Linked DNA regions of Muntiacus reevesi: region 2 is linked to region 1. A link is a contact called in public Hi-C data. All regions are on one chromosome and are shown on one strand. Each heading gives the region's core, a stretch centred on a gene start, on an enhancer-like site or on the middle of the called end of the contact. The rest is flanking DNA. Distances are from core to core; before and after follow the strand shown.

Region 1 (5,186 bases), core at 1,433-3,932:
CTTCCCTGGTGGCTCAGATGGAATCTGAGCCTGAATCTGCCTGCAATGCAGGAGACCCCAGTTCAATCCTGGGAAGGATTGATCCTTTAATTGGAATTCAAGAGAAAAAGAGAGAATGGGAAAAAGTACTTCAAGAAACAATTGTTTCATATTTTCCAAACTTGCTGAAATATAAAAATTTACAGGTATTAAAAGCTCAGAAAACTGCAAACAGGATAACTATGAAGAAAACCATGTCGAGGCACAGCATAATCAAGACTGCTGAAAGTCAAAAACACAGAGAAAAATTTGAAAGTAGCCTGAGAAAAACAACAAATTACATACAGGGAAATATAATAGGGAAAAAAGATCTGAATGAGCTCTGCCTACCAGGAGAAGATGGAGGTCAGGAGCCACGGAAGGACATCGCCTTAACAAACGTCTCTGAAAGAAGCTCCGAGGGGCTTTATTACACACGCACTGCTGTTTGGGTGCTACGTGATGTCTGACGCCTTTGTGACCCCATGACCTGCAGCCAGTGAGGTTCCTCTCTTTTTGGAATTTCCCAGGCAAGCGTTATGGAGTGGGTTGCCATTTCCTTCTCCAGGGTATCTTCCTGACCCCTTGGCCGGCAGATTCTTTACCACTGAGCCAAGGAAGCCCTTACTCTATATATATACACACACACATACAAGGACATACATATATATTATACATAAAATTCCTTAACAAGACAGAAAAACAATCAAATTTTCCCTACATTCTTGGATTCTCTAGCACACTGCATGACACACAGTAGGTGCTTTATAAACTATGGCTATCACTGTTATTCTGGAGGAGGGCATGGCAATCCACTCCAGTATTCTTGCCTGGAGAATCCCATGGACAGAGGAGTCTGGAGGGCTACAGTCCATGGGGTCGCAAGAGTCGGATGCGAGTGAAGTGTCTTAGCATGCATAGCATCACTGTTATTAGTATCATCTAATGGAACAAAATCTGTTTTACTGATAGTAACAGTATTACTGTGGCTTAGAAATTTGAGAACATCTCCATTTACATTTAACAGAATTTCAAAGGAAGGGAACTTTACCCTAAATGACTCATTTTATACATGAGGAAAATGAAGTCGACTTGACTTCTTGAAGGTCACTATATAATGTAAAGGTCCTGCCTGTCTCAGTAAAATAATGGATGATGGGGAACTGAAAAATAAACTCAGGTTTGATTACACTGCTTCAAGAAGGAAGAGGAATGTCAAATTCCCAAGGTAAGAAAAGAAAGGTGGCAAGATCAATCAGAACTCAAAATCAACAGAATGTCTATTCCACATGGAAAAATGCTAGCTACTGTAACTGTTGAGAAATTCATCGCCTTGTCATCCAAAAGATGCATGGTGGACTGGAAAAGGCTGGCTGTAGAGTTTACAGACGAGTTCCACCTTTACTAGCTGTGTGATCTTGGGAAAAGTTGACTCTTCTAAACTGCAATTACCTGTTGTGGGTGACAGACATGAGGCTTCATATAGATTACAAAAAGAATTTGACCAGATGATGTTTGTGAAAGATACTCTATAAGACAGTGTTTAAAAACGATTATCACCTGAATGTTCTGATTCAGAATCACTGATCTGGAACTGGCTTTGACAGTTGCTTTGGTTGACAAGTTAAAATGTTAGTCCCTCAGTTGTGTCTCCCTCTTTGGGGCTGTAGCCCGCCAAGGCTTCTCTGTCCATGGGCTTCTCCAGGCAAGAATACTGGAGTGGGCTGCCATTCCCTTCTCCAGGGATCGACCACAGGTCTCCTACATTGTAGGCAGAGTCTTTATCATCTGATCCGCCAGGCTAAGAAAGCCTATCATTGTAATACTATCCTGAAAAAATTCCACTTACTTAAAAATTATACAAAGCTGATTATTTAGGAAATTCCCCTCCCTATATCTTCGAGATAAAGTCAAAACTCCTTTGCCAGCTCTGTCTTTACACTGACCCCAAGTGGGGCAGCACAGCTGCCCGCTCCTCTCTGAGCATCTTTGCCCGCGCACTTTTCAAGCTGCAGTCCTCCATCCGGACTTTGAGTCTCCTGAGAAAAGGCTGTAAGCTTCAGGTTGCCCAGAGTTCCCCGAAAAGGGGCAGGAGGGGTGGTGTCTACTAGGCTCCGTCGTGCTGTGCTTCTTGCGATGTGCTCTTCACGTTTATAAAAACGATTCGGCGGGGACGTCTTCAACGCCCTAAGTGTCTTCGGTTTCTCTTGCCAAAGCGTCCAACAACCACCTTTGGCAACTCTGCCTCCCCGTTAGTACCGGAATTCGGCCCGTGGCTCCGAGGATCCCTTTGTTTGAGGCGCTCTTCAGGTCTTCCTGAGTCCCTGGAGCCGCGCAAGCGCCCGGCGCGCCAGAGAGACCCTGTCCCCACAAGACGAGCGCCGGGCAGCGCTCAGCCAGCTCGGGCCCAGGGCAGCGGCCTCCCCCGGGATCCGCGAAGGCGGGCGAGTGGGGGTGGATTGGTGGGCACGGGGTCGGAAGGGCGGCGGACCGTCCGGCAGGAATCCGCTCGGGGAGCCCCGCAAACCCCGCCTGGTCCTCCGGGTCGGACGCCGCCAGTCGTCCACAATGATTGACCCGCGTCTCCCTTGGTTTTGCAGCCGACCTCTAGGATTTTTCCGTTTTCCTCACTGGGGGAGGGGGCGGGACATCCTGTTCCAGAGCCCAGTGACTTCCGGCAGGAGGCAACATACGGAACGCGGGAGGCATACAGGCCCGCCGGCCCGTCGGGACAGGTAGGGAGCACTCGATTTGACCTTCACTAACCCCGGTTCCAAGATCTGGGGCTCTGTCCAAGATGCCCGGCGCCCCGTCCCCGAAACAGTAGTCCTGGTGGCCGCCGGAAGTGGGGAAGCGCCGAAGCCGGAAGTCCCGCCCCTTCCTCCCAGAGGGAAGACGGTGAGCCGGAGGAGTCAGTCAGAGGGGCGAGCGGGAGCGGCCCCGCCGGCAAACAGGTGAGATACCCCCCGGCCTGGGCGGGGGGCGTGGGGGCGGGGACCGTCCGGCGTCAGCGCGGGGCCCAGAGGCGGGGGCCTGCGGGCCGGGGCGCGGACCGATGGGCGCCGGGCGCCCCGCCGCGGCCCTTCGCTCTGCCTCCGCCCCCCTCCCCCCGCCTCCGCCCCTCCCGGCTCGCCGGTCCCTCCCGGCGCCGCCCCGACGCCCCCGACACACGCCCGCAGCCCGCGCCGGGCTCTCCCCGCCGGGCCGGCTGTCAGCGCCGAGGCCGCGATCGCGCGCCCCCCGCCCGCGATCGGCGCTTCTCCTCGCCGGGCTGCTCCGCGGGGAAGCGCAGCACGCGCCGCGTGCCGGCCGCGCGCTCCCGGCCTCCCCGAGCCGCGCTGCCGCCGTTACGGACGCCGGGCGGGCGGAGCGCCGGAGGCCGCGGGACCCGGCCGCTCGGGTTCAAGCCGCCCGGCCCGGGACGTAGACCGCCCGGGCTGCCGGCCGCCACGGGTCCCGCCCGGTGCAGCCGGCGGGCGCGTCCTCCGTGCTCTCGGGTCGCTCGCCCGGGACCCAGCCGGGCGCCGCGGGCCGCAGCAGCGGCTGACCCCTGTCGGCTGCGCCGCGGTGTGAACGGCTGGAGTTGTTTTCCAGGGGAACTCTGCAACAGGACGCCTGGGCGGGGTGGGCACCCACGCGCACATGTGCGGGACTCCTTTATAGATGATCGTAGCCCTGGCGCCGATCGAGGGAGAACTTTACAGTTTGAGCCCTTGGAACTGGTCACCGCCTGCACCTGCCCTGCGTTGAAGTGTTAGTCCAGTGGGAAGACCGGACGTATATGATCAGAGCATCCTTAGGAGCTCGTTTGACAGATACTCTGCTTTATTTAGCACAGCAGTCTTGTAGAGTAGGAATTATATTCTCTTCACCAACGGAGACCAAGATTAAATCTTGACCAAAGTTAACATCGGGGATTCCAATCTCAAATGTTTGTTACTCATTCTTTTTCAAGTTTGTGTTCAAGTCCTGAGTCACTAACTAGTGCCCGAGTCTGTGCGACTCCATGGACTGTAGCCCGCTAGGCTCCTCTCTGTCCATGGGATTCTCCAGGCAAGAATACTTCCCTCCTCCAGGGGATCTTCCCTACCCAGGGTTGGAACCCCGGTCCACTGCCTGCACTGGCGGGCGGATTCACCCGGAGCCACCAGGGAAGCCTCCTTTTCAAGTTTGCTCCATGTGAAGTGACCCCCTCCTAGTGTCGCAGCTGGTGAACACTAGGGCAGGACTCTCCAGTAGCTTGTGTCTTCTGATGTGACATGTGAGACAGTTGTGATGATTGCGGACAGCGCAGTGCTACTGGTACCCCCCGCCCGTCTTTTTAAAAAAATTTTTATTTTCGAATAATTTCAAATTTGCACAAAAACTGCAAGATTGGACAGAGTTCAATTGTTGTTCAGCAAAGCACAGCTGACTTGACTTAAACACTTCCTGCTTCCTGTCAGACACCCTTCTAGGTGAAGGAGAGATGAACGTGTTGCCCGAGATGATTTCAGGGCCGGTTGTGGAGACAGATACACAGATACAGTGCCTGCTGCTCCGTGCTGAAATGGAGCACGGGCCCACAGTGGGAGTGGTGACTGCGGGGGAGCAGCGCTGACAGCCTGCAGGGTGCAGCCTTGAGTGCGATCTCCAGGGTTAATGGGGGTTCCCTTGATTGATGGGACGTTTCCCCCAGCATTCATTCTAATGTGGTTTTATTAGAGGAGAGCTCTCCAGCCCTTATAAAACAGACTCTTCTAATCTGATTCTCCTCCCTCCCTCTCTCACAGCCCCTCAAAGAAGAGATCTGTTTCTCAGGTATCACAGGTTGTGAGAAGAATCCTGGTTTATAAATCCACGAGTAGGAGGATAAATTAAAGCCGTGTCATAATGGAAATACCTAAGACTGATACATTTTTAAAATTTTGTGTTTCTCAAGAATGTTTATTACACGAATATTTTCTCATAAGAAATGAGAGTGGCACTTGGCTTGAAATGAAGGAGTATGTTTTACATATAAATCTTAAAAGGTATCGTAATTTACTGTGTGTGTTAGTCACAGTCGTGTCCAACTCTTGTGACCCCATGGACTGTAGTCTGTCAGGCCCCTCTATCCATGGGATTCTCTAGGCAAGAATTCTGGAGTGAGTTGCCATTGCCTTCTCCAGGGGATCTTCCTGACCCAG
Region 2 (5,186 bases), core at 1,337-3,836, 180 kb before region 1:
TTTATCTTACTACAAACAGTAGTTTTGAGTTACCTAGCTCCAAGTATTAGTTATCAAATATTAGTGATAAATGCAATTCATCACATTTTTTCTTGAGAGACGTTCTCCCCAAGCGCCTTTTAAACAGAGAGTTGAAAACTGAGTGAGAAATAAACAGCATTTGCTGGCAGCTAATTGACCCACAGCTGGTTTGCATCTCTTCCGGTTTTGTTTAGAAAGTTTGTGCAATTCTTTTTCTGCCTCATAAGAATGAAATATAAAAGTAAATGGTTTATAGTACAATTTAATAATCTCTTATCTTCTGAGAAATGTATCCATTAAAAAAGTCATGCAAGATATACCTTAGGGCAGTGATTCTCGACTAGGAGTGACTTTGTTCTCCCCAAGGGGACATTTGACAAGAGTTGGAGACATGTTTGGTTGTCTTGGGGTAGGGGTGAGGGGGTGGGGACGATACTGACGGCAGGTGACCGAGGCAACAAGGAACACGACAGACCCTACAAAAGAGAAAAAGTGGCAAGTGCTTCATTATATAAAACATCCTGGGGGCTCAGACGGTAAAGCACCTGCCTGCACTGTGGGAGACCTGGGTTCGATCCCTGTGTCGGGAAGATTCCCTGGAGAAGGAAATGGAAACCCACTCCAGTACTCTTGCCTGGACAGAGGAGCCTGGCTGGCTACAGTCCATGGGGTCGCAGAGTTGGAAATGACTGAGCGACTTCACTTTCACTTTTTCATACTATTCTTTTTTATAGACACCAATAAAGTACATACACACTGGATTTTAAAATCCCACAATTATACACACCCTGGGAATGGGGAAGGAACAGTTGTAAGTAGACATCTGGTATCAATTAGGCCTGATGTTATGATGCAAGATTGTTCAAGAAAGTCTATAGCAAATAAGCTCTGTCGCTCAGCAGAAGGGATAGGACAGATTTGACCCTCTGCTATAAACCACTCTTAACCACATCAAGACACTATTTTATCTTCTGGCACATCACCTGGTGACAGTTTAACAGTAAAATATGTTGCTAATAAACAACTTCAAACTTTAAAAAAATTAAACATTCTCTGCAAAACAAACGTCTTCTGATACAAATTGTGATCCAGCTCAGACCAGGCCTCTACCTTCATTTTTCTCACAAGCTATGTAAAGAATTCCCATCACTAAACGTTCCTGTTTATTGTCTGGGGGAATGAAGGAGAGTGTTACATGTTGACAGAAAACAACAAAATTCTGTAATGCAATTATCCTTCAATTAAAAAATATATTTAGGGAGGGGATGTATGTATACATACAGCTGATTCACTTGGTTGTATAGCGGAGACTAACACAACATTGTAAAGCAATTATACTCCAATAAAAAATTGTTTAAAAAAAAATGTATGACTGAACCCCCCCTCCCACACACACACAGTGAGAAAACAGCCAGAGGCAGCAAACAAAAACCCCTTAGAATTTATTGCAAAAAACTATAATCAATGCAAAGAATCAAGGCAAAGGATTGCTTTCCTCTAAGTTACCCAGCTATTTTACAATTCTCAAAGCTGCCTAAGGGTGAAGTCGCACTGGTTCTTTTCACTTATCTGTCCCTCTCTCCTTCCTCAGCCACTCGCCCCCCGACTCCCAACTCCCACCCCAGCCGCTCGCTGGAGTCCAGTACTGCGCCTTAAACTGAAGTCAGCACTGGATAGCTTAAATGTCACTGGGCGCCTTCTAGGTGAACAGCGGGTGACTGGGCGTGGATGGTGGAGTGGCACCGGCTCCAATTAGGAATACACTCCAGGAATAAGTGGCACGACCCTGGTCCTAGATGAAGAACTGGCCTATGCAAACTCAAGATAAACAGGACCTTCAAAAATCCTCCCGTGGTTGCGCCCTCAATTTCACGTGAGACTTTGCTCCCCACTAAGTGCGTAGCGGGGATCTCCCACCTGCCCGCGCACGGTCCTGGGAGGCGGCTCCTGCCCTACGAGGGCGCGCCGCGGGCTGGGAAACTGGCTCACCTGGCACCTCCGGTCGCCCCCAGGTGTTCACACCCGGAGGTGCAGCCTCCGGGGACAAATACGCGGGCCCGCAAACTCAGGGGTACAAACTCGGAGTCCGCTCCCAGTCGTGCACTCAGGGAGCGCGCACACAGAGGGAGGCAGAGACACAGGTGTGTGCATGAGGGGAGAGCCTCCCAGGTGTGCAGAGCCTGGTGCTCCCGCGAGGGTGACCACACTCAGGTGTGCACGCGGAGTCGTGCGCAGATCAATCCCGCCCCCCCGAGGCAAGTCTCGGCAGGGAGCCCCCCAAGCCCCGGTCGGCATCCTGCCTCCATCAACTCACCTCCTCCAAAAATTTGGTCAAATCGTACACTTTGTAGTGTATGATCAGCCAGGTGCTCTTGCTGTGGTTGTGCTTCTGGATTTCCTCCAGGGTGTAGTACTTAACGGCTTTGCTGGACTCCTCGGCCATTTCTTAACGCAGAGAGCCTAAGGCCCTAAAGGCAGCAGGAGAGCGGGACGGAGAAGAGCGGCAGTCTCTGCGAACTCGCCCTGGGACATTCCCCGCTGCCGGGCTCGGCTCCCAGGCAGGGCTGCCCGTACGGAGGAGGGGAGGGGCCGAAGCATGGCCTCCGATGATTGGTCAGAATTCCTGTCGCTCAAGGGCCCCGCCCCCGACTGACGCTCTCCACCAACCAGGCGGGCCCCGCCCAGTGAACGGGTGTTGATTGGCTGCAAAAGGTGCCCTTCACAATCACAGTATAGGAGAGCGCGGGGGGCGGGGTTCCCCCCGTCTCTGCGCCAGAAGGCGGTGGCGCCGGGGTCAGCGTCTGGGATTGCGTGGACCTGGCCGGGGTGAACCGCGCAGAGTCCACCTTGTGCAGGGCAGCGACCCCACATCAAAATCGCCGCGGTTTCCCAATCCGGTCAGACCTGAACGTTCGTTAATTTGTAACAGAGTCCTTCCGCAGCGAGCGTAGGCGTGGATTGCGAGGCTGAGAGATGCAGAGCAACCTGGTGGACGTGGACTCACGCAGTTCCCCGCTTCGCCTCGGCCGGACAAGTGTGCTGCCCGGAGCACGGCTCTGTGACTGCTTGACCCATCCCCTCCCGCCCCAGAACTGCCCCATTCTCTCAGGAGAAAAAAAGAAAAAGAACAACCCGGGAACTGTTCCGTAAAAGCAAAAGCGGCCTCAAGTGTAGGTTCTGAGGACGCCGGTCGCTCTGAAGTGATTATTTCTTGACGCCTGAGTAGGCGAGTACTTCTATGAGTGTCTTCTGTCTTTTCTCACTGCTATATTGTTTAAGGTAAATTCTAAATGATTGATAGCTCTTGGAATAGAGCCTGGAGCAGTACCTCCCCAGCTGAGCATCCATTGGAAGATTTATAAATGTTTCATTTTTAAAAGGTGGGGGAGAGAATTCCCTCACGGTAAAAATAAAAAAAAAAAAAAAGATAGTAGTCTGATTTTTGTTAAGGCCTTTTTCAGCAACCGTATTTACTTCCAAAAAGAAGGACACGGTGGATTACACGTGTAGGTCATCCCCCAGGAAACCGGAACCGGCACAGCTCTTTCCACTCGCTGCTGCTGCTGGTGGTGTCCTGCCCCCTTGCTTGCCTCCTCCGTAGGAACGCAAGGCCAAGAAGACAAGTCCCCAAACATTCCAAATACTCTTTATCCATTTCACATGATGCAATGGGGCAGGTTTTCAAATACTGCACCAACCTTGCATCTCTAGAATAAGCCCTACCTGCTTATGATATGTAATTCTTTTCTTTTTTTCAATGTGCTTTTCAAAAAAATTACAAAGGAGGCAAAAATATACAATGGAGAAAAGACAATCTGTTTATAACAAGTGGTGCTGGGAAAACTGGCCAACCACCTGTAAAAGAATGAAACTAGAATACTTCCTAACACCATACACAAAAATAAACTCAAAATAGATTAAAGATCTAAATGTAAGATGAGAAACTATGAAATTGTTAGAGGAAAACATAGGCAGAACACTCTCTGACATAGATCACAGCAAGATCCTCTATGATCTACCTCCCAGAATAATGGAAATAAAAACAAAAATAAATAAATGGGACCTAATTAAACTTAAAAGCTTTTGCACAGCAAAGGAAACTACAAGCAAGGTGAAAAGGCAGCCTTCAGAATGGGAGAAAATAGCAAACAAAACAGCTGACAAAGAATTAATCTCCAAAATATACAAGCAACTCATGCAGCTCAATACCGGAAAAATAAACGACCCAATCAAAAAATGGGCCAAAGAACTAAACAGACATTTCTCCAAAGAAGACATACAGATGGCTAACAAACACATGAAAAGATGCTCAACATCACTCATTATCAGAGAAATGCAAATCAAAACCACAATGAGGTACCATCTCACGTCTTTCAGAATGACTGCCATCAAAGAGTCTACAAACAATAAATGCTGGAGAGGGTGTGGAGAAAAGGGAACACTCTTACATTGTTGGTGGGAATGCAAACTAGTACAGCCACTATGGAGAAGAGTGTGGAGATTACTTTAAAAAAAAAAAAAGAATAGAACTGCCATATGACCCAGCAATACCACTGCTGGGCGTACACACTGAGGAAACCAGAATTGAAAGAGACACGTGCACCCCAATGTTCACTGCAGCACTTACAATAGCTAGGACACAGACACAACCTAGATGTCCATTGGCAGACAAATGGATAAGGAAGTTGTGGTACATATACATAATGGAATATTACTCATCTATAAAAATGCATTTGAGTCAGTTCTAATGAGGTGAATGAAACTGGAGCCTTATTATACAGAGTAAGTCAGAAAGAGAAACAGCAATACAGTATATTAGTGCATATATATGGAATTTAGAAAGTAACAATGACCCTATATGCAAGACAGCAAAAGAGACACACATGTAAAGAACAGACTTTTGGACTATGTGGGAGAAGGCAAAGGTGGGATGATAAGAGAGAATGGTATTGAAACATGTATATTACCATGTATAAAATAGATGACCAGTACAAATTTGATGCATGGTGCAGAGCACCCAAATCCAGTGCTCTGGGACAACCCAGATGGATGGGGTGGGGAGGGGTGTGGAAGGGGTTTCAGGATGGTGGGACACATGTACACCCATGGTTGATTCATGTCGATGTATGTCAAAAACCACCATATATTGCAAAGTAATTAGCCTC

Evidence for each region. Hi-C and Micro-C count contacts between places; a contact is called where the count stands out from the background.
Region 2: a contact with region 1 is called in a Hi-C map of blood, with 2.1 times the contacts expected there. The contact joins the promoter of CYB5A here to the promoter of ZNF407 in region 1. A contact is called at or near these places in 2 of 3 Hi-C or Micro-C datasets (blood and muscle).

What each region holds. Positions count from the first base shown.
Region 1 is chr4:4,308,078-4,313,263 of mMunRee1.1, reverse strand. ZNF407 (zinc finger protein 407) reads left to right here and starts at 2,682. Exons shown (of 9, transcript XM_065932291.1): 1 at 2,682-2,972.
Region 2 is chr4:4,484,113-4,489,298 of mMunRee1.1, reverse strand. CYB5A (cytochrome b5 type A) reads right to left here and starts at 2,586. Exons shown (of 5, transcript XM_065932299.1): 1 at 2,336-2,586. The coding sequence starts at 2,464.